Linked DNA regions of Sus scrofa: all the other regions are linked to region 3. Evidence: chromatin contacts called from public Hi-C data. All regions are on one chromosome and are shown on one strand. The core of a region is the stretch at or near the end of the contact, and the rest is flanking DNA. Distances in the headings are between cores, read along the strand shown.

Region 1 (3,229 bases), core at 249-2,748, 1.2 Mb after region 3:
CATTTCTCATCCTTTTTCTAGCCTAGTTCTCTTTCAAAAAACTTAGCTTTTCCCTTAATCAGTGGCTGGAAAATGGATTTAAGGAATTTAAAAGGGGGGTGGTTAGGACTAAGTTTAAGAATCTCTCCCAGGTGCTCTGCATGGGTCTGTCCAAGCACTGATTAATCTCATAAACTTTGCCCTCTGTATATACTACATATACCTGGACACTATATAAAAAGGGTACAAAGCAAAGGTCATAAAGCCTTGGACCACAGTGTAGTGGGGCCACTGGAACTCCAGAAACATAACTAGACACATCTGGGCCGTTTCATGTTAAATGTAATAAACTTAAAGTTTGCTTATTCAGGAGCTGTAAAACCACGGTTACACCCATGTACTCCAAGTCATAGTGGTATGATTGCCAGGCTAGATCATGGGTCAGCGATTCGGCAAGGCTACGTGCTGCTGGAAGCATGGCAGATGGGGGAGGGGGCAGTGAGAGGCACGCAGCTATGAAACAAAAGGGTCTACAACTGGGGAGGTGGGGTGCTCCGGTGCCTGCCATGGATCACTGCAACTGAACGACCTCAGGAAGCCCTTGCCTCAAGGTGTTGCAGGTTCTGGAGTGAAGGACACACCCACACACAGAGTGTTCTGGGATCCTCCCAAAGCTGTTATCAAATCATATTGTGGCCACTGGAGCAGGATCAGGGTAAAAAGTCTTTCAGCTACTTACTTGGCAAGCTAGTGGTTTCAAATTTTTTGTGCAAATACCACTGCAGCAAGCAGAACCCTCAGATAACACGCTGGGCCCTTCCTGAACCTTCAGCCAGCAGCAGTGTCCTCTGACTTTGGCCTTGGACACCCACTTTCCCCAGGGAGCAAATTCCAGAACCGAAGGAGGGAGGTGAGACCCTGGGCACAAGTCCCAGGAACTGACCGCAGATGAGGCTCGGCTCCTGCCTCCTCCCTGTTTCGGCTGAACCACGCTACTTGCAGAGTTTAGAAGACAGAATTAAATAGACAACAAACCCTCCTCTGCACTGGCCTGCAGTTCCCAGGACCTGATTTTGTTCCCCTCCCCCTCTCTAAAGCCAGCCCAGCCATGCGGGGGCCGGGAGGCTGGAGAGGATCAAGTGGCGGGCGCATGGCTGACCAGAGGGTCGCCTCCTCTCAGCGGCGATCTGTCGCCGCGGGGCAGGGCACATAGGAAAGGCACGTGCAGGAACCGGTGCCGGGAGGAGGCGGGCGGCAAGCGGTGGAGGACGGAAGGGAGAAAAAGGGGAAGGCACCTCCGAGTCCGGGCGTAACCCAGGGCAGGGCGACAAACTGGCCACTTACGAGTCTCCCAGAAAGTCGTGGAAACGGATGCGGCCGATGGTAGTATTGGCTTCGAAGTTGGGAGCCTCGTCCCCGAGAAGCAGACCTCCGGGCATGGCGGCAGCAGTGACGCGGGAAGATGAAGAAGCCCAGCAGCGACAGCTAACGGATGGCTGGTTCTAGCCTTGTAGGTGTTGCGGGGAGGAATAAATGGGGCTTCAAGGGGCGGGGCGGGACGGGACAGGAGGGAGCAAGGTGGGCGGGACCAAAGCACAGCCAAGATGGGCGGGGCCGCGGCGGGCGGGAGGGGCGGGGCCAGGCCTTGGCGGGGTGGGCGGGGCCCACGCTGGCGGGCGCGGTAGGAGAGGCCGGAACTGGCGGTAGTCTGAAGCAGGGCTGGGACAGAACAGCCCTGGGCGCGGTCCAACACCTCGCCAGGCCTCTAACCTGCCAGGATCCCTCACGTGACAGGGGACTCAATGACGTCGCCCTCTGGAATCTTGGGGGTGCGTTCTGGGCATTGGAGGTAAAGGAAGCGGAACGCAATAGGAAGGGGAGCCCCAAGGCTGAGAGCGGCCCTGCGGAGCCGCAAGAATCCGCGGAGACCCTCCTGACACCCATTCACGGTCGACTCCCAGCAGAGGGGTCCCGCGACCCCTCCACTCCCTGCTCTCTTAGTGTGAGCGTCTGGAATCCTGACCGCCCCAGCCAGCCTAGCCATCCTGATTTCTGTATCTGAGAATGTGGCAAGACCCAGACATGTGGGGCACCTTACGTCAGAGGAAGTGGCTTTCTTGTTGCAGCAAAAATGCCAGCACCTATGTCAGTAAGTGCTTGGGGGAATGAGAACAAAGTTTTATTTTTATTCCACTCCCAGAGTTCACTATGAATCATAAGCTATTCAACACAGTTATCCTGAAATCTAAATCTAAATTTAAAAACATATTTGTTGTGGTCTATTGTGTGCAAGTCAACTCTTCCACCCAAGAAAGTGGGAAGTTTAGATTCATTTCTTTGCTTTCTGTGTGCCAAGCACAAGGTAGACAAAATGACTGTATTCTTGGAGCTTTCATTATAGTGAGGGAGGCGTAATTAAACAAGAATATGTTAAACAGTAGTAAATCCTATTCAGAGAAAGTAAGGTTATGTGCCACAGGGTGACTGGGGTGCATCTTGAATTGGATAGTCTGGTCTGAGAAAGCCTCTGGGTTAATGTAGGTAAACTATAAGTGGTTACCATTGTCAGCTGCATCCGTTTCCACAATCATCTTAATTTACATAGTAAGTTCTCTGGCAACAGTAGCTATTATTTGGATGATGATAGTAGTTTATGCAATAACCCTTGCGTTGCCGACTATGTGCTAGGCATTGTGCTAGGCCTGCTGATAACAGAGGAGAGATATGGTTTTACAAGGAAGGCAGAGGTATGTACAGTTATGATAAAAACCTAGCGTAAATGCTGATGGAGTTTGGGTGGAGAAGATGGACCAAAATTACCAAAAATTCTCTGGATGGTGGTCCCCAGACTTAGAGAAGGCACATGGCAGTGTGAAGAAAAATGACTCACATACTAAGATTTCAGTTTTCAGTGGAGTGATGTTTTCGTGTGTATGCGTGCCAATCATATTTGCTCAGTTCTCCTGTACAAGGACTTGTAAGATTACTGGTAAAATTTCTTAGCCATTTTAGAAAACTCTGTGAAGCTACTATAATTTAATCTGTAAACCAGTTTGACTCCAAGCTTTGGTTTTAAAAGCTCTATGCTTTAATTCCTTTTGTAGGGGTGAAAGAGAAGAGGAAAAGGAAGGTAATTTGAATTTAAGGCTATTAACAATGTTGTGGAGATAGGCTAGAAAATGCAGATATGCCAAAATTATGGAGAAAGAACACAGAAACATTATAGATCTCTATAAAAGGCATAATTGTA
Region 2 (3,583 bases), core at 366-2,865, 1.1 Mb before region 3:
CCCACTTAATGCCTTCATTGTTTCCAGCTGCTTGTAGGCTATTTTTCAAAGTAGATTAGAGGCTCTTTAAAGTATGGCTCCCCCATATAAACTCTTTTACCCCTACAGGCACTTATCATAGGTCAAGTATTGTGTTACATGTTAGGAGCACAAAGCTGAAGCTGATAGGCTAGTGGAAGACAAACATATACACCACTAAAATACATTATATGTGCAAACAAAATATTCTAGGAGCAGAAATGAGGGTGCAACTCTTCCTGCCTAGGAGTCAGTAAAGCTTCACATCAGTTGGCTCTTGAAAGTGAATTTAAACAAAGTTGGAAAATGCAATGCTCATAAAAGGGAGATGGTTCTTGGAAATCTGATATGCTCATACCTATCATTATTCTGAGCAGAAACTTGAGCTGGGAATTCCAGGTGAGCGGCTAAGGCAGTCCTCAGTAGGTTCGCACCTTTATGCAAGTTCACTGCCAGGTAAATGGCTCAGCCTTCTCTGGCGCTGTCCCTTCAGCATGGACAGGTGTTCCTAGGGAAAGGTGCATATAGTTGCACTATAGTCTTCAATACCCAGGACAGAATTAAATCAGAGATCTTTCCCTCTAAGAATCACAAGATAATAGAGTTGGAAGGGATACCGAAAATTCCAGTTTAGTTGTTTCTAATTTATATCTCCCAGAATCTTAGGGAGTTTCAAAGTGGCAAATGAAAAACTGAAATCAACTTTCAGTATTCGAAAAAGCCTACCAGAAATCGCATCTTCTGGTGGTATTAACTGCTAGGTTTCCTTGTTTTGTGATAGAAATCACATCAAATCCACGTTAGATGTGGGCTTTAACCGAGTTGTGTTCCGATTAAATACAATTTGCTTTTTCATGTTTATACTTAACTTGGTAAATAACTTTTCAAAATCCAAGAGATCATAGTCGAACCCATAAACTTTCCATAATGTTTGTAATTTACGAAGCACTATTCACTGACTTCAAAACTATGGAATGGTTAAAGCATAGCCCAGAGTCCTTGACTCTTAGTCCACTGCTCTTTTCAACTGCTCAGAGCTTCTAGGTTCCTTCTGTGTGTCCTAGGCTTCAGAGCCTCCAATCCCGGATTCGGAAGCACCTGCTGTGCCATAGCTACTGGGTCACACTGCCGCCTTCCAGTCAGCAGCGACCGCTCCCTGCCCACGTTCAGGAATGCGGCTCGCTGCCACGCATGCGTGGTGCAGCGACTCACCGCCAGCGCCGCTCCTCTTCCCCTGGAGCTGGGACCCTGGGTAACCTGCGAGGGTCGGAGCCCAGGGTGCGCCTGCGCAGTCGCTTTTGGAGCGCTCCTCATCTTCCCCCTCCGCCAAACCGCTCGGCCACCACTGCCATCCATTCCTCTCTCTCCGCAGCCCTTTCACCCCTTAAGACAGCCCTGCCCTCGGGCGCGTCACGAAGGAAACCAGCTCTCGATGAGGGCAGCGGTCGTTGCTAGGCCGCCGTCGCCCAGGGAGCGCTGTGCGTGTCTGAGCGCCGTGCGTGTCTGAGCACCGCCCCGGCAGCGGGCGCGTCTAAAGTTGTATCCCCCGCCGCTCCCGCCCCTTCCGCCGCTCGCGCGCGCGCACGGCCGGCCCACGGCGCGCCCGGGTTGGCTGCGGCGGTGATCGCGGCGGCGGCGGCGGCCTCGAGAGCGGTAGTGGTTCCTGCTCTGCTTTAATAGTTCCCTCCGCCCCCTCCCGCCGGACGCTGCTGTGTGGTTGCCTAACAAAAATCAACTTTATTGTTTCTCAGCCCCACCTCCCGGCGCGTCGCTCGTCCTCAGGATGCGCTGAGGCGGAGGGGAGGGAGGCGGCGGCAGGTCCCTCTCCTCCGAGCGCCCGTCCGGAGGGGAGGGAGTCACGATGTCTGGGAGCCGCCAGGTCGGTTCGGGCTCCGCAGGGACCAGCCCTGGCTCCTCGGCGGCCTCCTCGGTGACTTCCGCCTCCTCGTCCTTATCCTCTTCCCCGTCGCCCCCTTCCTTGGCAGCTTCGGCGGCGGCGCTGGGGTCCGGCGGGGCGGCCCAGGCCGCGGGCTCTGGCGGCCTCGGGGGCCCGGTGCGGCCTGTGCTGGTGGCGGCCGCCGTGTCCGGCAGCGCCGGGGCGGTGTCCGCGGGCCTGTCCCGGCTGAGCTGCGCCGCCAGGCCCAGCGCTGGCGTAGGAGGGAGCAGCTCCAGCCTAGGCAGCGGCAGCAGGAAGCGACCTCTGCTCGCCCCCCTGTGCAACGGGCTCATCAACTCCTATGAGGACAAAAGCAACGACTTCGTCTGGTGCGTTGGACGAGCAGCCTTCTGCCTCTCTCTACCTTAGGACTTTCTGCTGTTGGGGCGGCTGGGGTCCGGGGTGAGGGCGGTGTGTTGGGCTCTGTGGCGGTGTCTGCAGAGGGATCCGAGCGTTTGCAGGGGTTGGTGAGGAGAGGTGGGGGAGTCCCGAGGCAGGATGGCAGGATGGAGGTATTAAAGACGTCGATGCTGGTGGGGAGAAGTGGAGGGAGTTTAGGGAGTAATAAATAAGGGGAGCGATGGAAGGTCAAATAAATTGCTGTACAGAAAAGGAGAAAGTTGGGCACGGAGGTTGGGCCTTGCGTTTTCTGGCTATCTGAGGAATTAGGCACCCTGTCAGTCCGGATTGCTCGTTGAGGTTAATTAAAACTTGTACAGAGAGAGAGGCTTAAGGTTCCCGGGATGCTGAGGGAGGGAGTTGGTGGTCAAAATTTTCTTATTGGAAGTATGGTGGATGGTACTCTAAACATGGATGTTTAAAGGGAAGTAGTATTTGATGTAAATATCCATCGTGTGTCCGTGTAAATATCTCCTCCCACTTCAGAGGCTGGGTCACTTTTAAATCTGTTGTTGACGCTCCTGTAGTCAAGGAAGTCTGTTCACCAAAGAATTCCACCTCTCAGCTGAACGTCTTGAAAGAGGGGACCACATTTATATTTGTCATTCGTGTGTCAGATGCAACTGTATTACATTTGTATTAACACATTAGAGTATACTGAAACTTCGGATTTGAGAAACACTAGGAATTGTCATCATAGAGTCTTGAATGATACACAGTTACAACTTTTGGCATAGAGAGGTTATCCTTGATAAGTGAAAGATGGAGTTGATTGTCTTGCTGGAGAGTGTTTGGGAATTTTCATTGGGTTTTGTATCTACAACCCAATCCAAGTGGTAGGATTACGAGAAAGGAATTGCTTGTAGCTGAGTGAGAACTGGTAGGATTTTGTGCTTTTCCTCTGGAGAAAATTGCCGATAGAATATTAGTGATGTAGGAAGTTGACTTGCACTGTCATTGTAGGGGAAGTTGATTCACTTCAGGGTTGAAGATGATCTGAATTGTTGTCATTAACTATGATAGGGCTAGAAGTTGGAACTATAAGAAAGTTATTGATTAGACTTACAGTTTTTAGTTCTTGCAGTGAAAATGTCATGCATATTTTTGCATTTGTCATAAATAACTTTGGATTCAGAATTGATTCATTTTTCGCTGAAAGTGGGCTATAATTATAATTGTTATTTATAAATAATTTAAGTAGTTTATGGTTGGAACTAAGAGGTGTTTGTG
Region 3 (3,221 bases), core at 545-3,044:
ACGGCTCAACTCTCGCGATCAAACCGGCAGTTCGAGAAGAGTAACGCCTCTTCCTTCCCGCCTGGGCAACTGTACGTAATTTACTTTGACCCCCATCGCGCCGACTGCGCAGTCGCAGCTCGAAACCGCCGCTTCTGCTTACCTTAAACCACCCCGGAAATAACGCACCAATCTTCGGGGCCTAAACCGGAAGTTGACTAGGCAGTCGAGTGGTTCGGTGCGCTCTAGGACCCGGGGCCACTTCGTCGGCCATCTTGTCTAAGACTGTGAACGTATGCGAGTAAAGGACGAAAAAAGGGATAAAGGCGAGCCTACGTGTGCTAAAACGGGAAAAAACGAGGACATTAAGTGCGCAGGATCCTGAGGGGAACGGTTGTGTTTTCACTGGGTTCTGGCGCTCTGGGGACGTCAGGATTCAGCGTATACGACGTGGTGGCGTCATCACCGGTCGCAGTAGGAGGTGGGGTTGCGTTGGCCGTGTGGCGGGACCCAGTGGCGGCTCCGAAGCGGAGTAAGCTTCCTAATATGCTGGGCGCCTCCCGGGGTGGCTGAGTTTGCTTCCTTCATCGACCAGTCACCAGATTTGGATTCGATTTCAGTGAGCCTATTAATGTCAAAGAAAATGTGAGCTAAGATTTCCTGAGGCTGCATTCTGCTCCGGTTCTGACTCCTGCAGCCCGGCTTAGTAAGGCCCTTGAAAAACTCACTTTTCAGATAGATTATTTTAGCCTTTGGGGACCTCAAAACGTCTGAAACACGGTTGAGAATGTAGACGGTTACCCCTGAGATGTCAAATAACCCACACTCGGCTTTATCAACCCCAAGGTAAAGATGATCCGCAAGTCACAGAAGGAAAAAAGTACAGAAAAATGCAGGGCCATTATCTCAATAAAGAATCAGAAGTACAATACAAAAACAAATTACTTTTGCACACAACTTATGGACGTTAAGGAAAAGATGCTAGAACTAGAGAAGTTCATATCGTTTGATTCCATTTAAACAAAATCTAAAGCTGTGAGACTGAAAATCAGGTTGTGTTTGGGAAGACAGTGACAGAAAGAAGCCACGAGGGGGCTTTTGAGATTCGGCTAATTTTTTTTTCTTGATTTGAGCCCTGGTTACAGATGTGTTCACTGTGTAGAAATTTCATTGAGCGTCCTTCTGTGCAGTTTCTTGTGTATGTTATTTTTAACTAAAAGTTATATTTAAGTAGGCCCAAGAGGTAATTTTCCTGGTAGAAATGTAATACCGATAACAATCGTCAAGATTCGTAGGACTGAACTCCAAAGATCTGTGCATTTTATTTATACTTCAGGTTTTTTTTAAAAAGTGTCTAACTGGAAGCTTGGAATTATTTAGGCACTTAAATAGGAACAGATATCCCATTGCACTATGTGAAAATTTGACCTAATGCAGTGGTAAAAATTTGCTTGATTATGCACCTGGAGCAACTCCACCCCTCAGATATCCTAAAGTCACAAGTTTTAAACACCACCTATATGTTCATTCCCACCACTCTTCGGAAATCCAGACGGTCTCTGCGTGGATGTCTCATAAGCAGGTCCAACTCAGCTTGTGTAAAAAAACGCCTCTCAATTTCTCGTCCTCACACCTCATTGCAATTCTTACAATGATTTGCTAGCTCTGTGAATGGCCACCTCATTCTCTTAATTGCTCAGGCCAAGAAGTCATACTTGAGTCTTCAGTTTCAGGTCCTACATCCCATCTTCTGGCAAGTCTTGGTTTTATCTTCAAAGTATGTTGGTAATAAAACTACTTCTCATAATCTCCACTGCTACCAACTGAGACTAAGGTGTCATTATTTTGTCTGGATTTTTATCCTCTTAACTGGTTTCTCTCCTTCTCCACAGTTTTCCACAGGGCAGCCAGAATAACCTTCACAATTGTATAGAATAAAGTCCAGACTCCTCACTATAACCCAGGATGTTCTACATGATTTTATATCTCACCTTTTATAAATTTCCCATCTCATGGAATTCATCTCTCACCACTCTCCCCTCTCCCTGGTTTAAACACTGGTATTTTTGTCATTCCTTGAATCCACTGAGTTTCTTCTTACCTCTGGTTCTGCATGTAAACTTTGCTTTCTCTCTGGAATGGTTTCCCACCAGATCGTCACTTGGCTTTGTCTGTCTTCCCTTTCTGCCCGCATTTAAAACACCTCAGAATTCCCATTCTTAGGAGTCAACAAAACAAAATTCTGCTTCTCTCCAGATGTATACTATAATTGTCCATACATCTATCATGTAGAAGCAAAACTGACTCCTTGCTCTGCTGCCATTACGAGTAATTGGGTACATGGGATCTCAAAGCAAAAACAAAAACTTTGTATCCTGAGATAGATAAAAAAACAACAAAAACAAACAAAAACCAACATCATCAACATACACATCAGTTCATTGTGTCTAGTTCTAGTTCCCCAATGAAACTCTGAACCTGAGCTTTTCCTATAAAATTAGACTCCTTAAAAATCAAACACACTTTATCTCTGACTTTTGCAATGCTAATGTCTAATAAAAGTATGGATAATAGTGAGAATTACTGTTTCTCAGCAGGAACAAACTACTTACAGAGTCTATACTTGGAAATTGTATAGTTTTTTCCTATAAATATTGTAATTTCTGTTTGGTGAGTTCATCTTTCTGCAGCCTGAACTTCCTTGTAAGTGAATTATTAAAAGATTGTGCTTTGAGTGCCCTTTTGACAGTAATCAAAAGTTTTGTTAAAGTGTAATTTCAAAAAGGTGAAATCAAGATTCTCAGGCAAATATAAAATGAGCTTTGCTATTTCATACAACTCATTGGTTAATGATAGAATCAATAAGTTGTTAAAACTATCAAAAAGTGCATTTGCATAGCTGAGTACTTATGGGCAATTTAACAATGGAATGTTAGTGTACATTTTCAAAGTTAGACATAAGCTGGTTAATGTCCTATGGTGTAGTAAACTACATATGGCCTTTGGAGTTATGTGTTCCTCTGGAAGGAAAATAGGGATTTGCACACTACTGAACAAAAATCTACAAGTTAACAAGTAACTTCACTAAGTGTAGGACCTTTAATCAGTAGTGAACAGTGAGTTCCACTTACTATTATGTCAAGACTACTCATGACCTCCTGTCAAATTCAGTAGATATTTTCTGAATAATTTACTTTTGATGTAAAATTTCTCATTGTTTTAACTACAACATGGACCAAACA

What was found. Hi-C and Micro-C count contacts between places; a contact is called where the count stands out from the background.
Region 1: a contact with region 3 is called in a Hi-C map of subcutaneous adipose tissue, with 1.7 times the contacts expected there. The contact joins the promoter of PRDX6 here to the promoter of CACYBP in region 3. A contact is called at or near these places in 1 of 5 promoter capture datasets (fetal liver), 3 of 47 Hi-C or Micro-C datasets (liver, skeletal muscle and subcutaneous adipose tissue) and 2 of 2 datasets of contacts at active chromatin or transcription factors (alveolar macrophages and skeletal muscle).
Region 2: a contact with region 3 is called in a Hi-C map of heart right ventricle, with 6 times the contacts expected there. The contact joins the promoter of RFWD2 here to the promoter of CACYBP in region 3. A contact is called at or near these places in 1 of 47 Hi-C or Micro-C datasets (heart right ventricle) and 1 of 2 datasets of contacts at active chromatin or transcription factors (alveolar macrophages).

What each region holds. Positions count from the first base shown.
Region 1 is chr9:115,855,898-115,859,126 of Sscrofa11.1, reverse strand. It overlaps PRDX6 (peroxiredoxin 6), which reads right to left and starts at 1,498. Exons shown (of 5, transcript NM_214408.1): 1 at 1,324-1,498. The coding sequence starts at 1,418. It also overlaps a transcript of TNFSF4 not described here.
Region 2 is chr9:118,112,300-118,115,882 of Sscrofa11.1, reverse strand. RFWD2 (E3 ubiquitin-protein ligase RFWD2) reads left to right here and starts at 1,615. Exons shown (of 20, transcript XM_021063674.1): 1 at 1,615-2,283. The coding sequence starts at 1,880.
Region 3 is chr9:117,060,876-117,064,096 of Sscrofa11.1, reverse strand. It overlaps CACYBP (calcyclin-binding protein), which reads right to left and starts at 1,794. Exons shown (of 6, transcript XM_013989620.2): 1 at 143-1,794.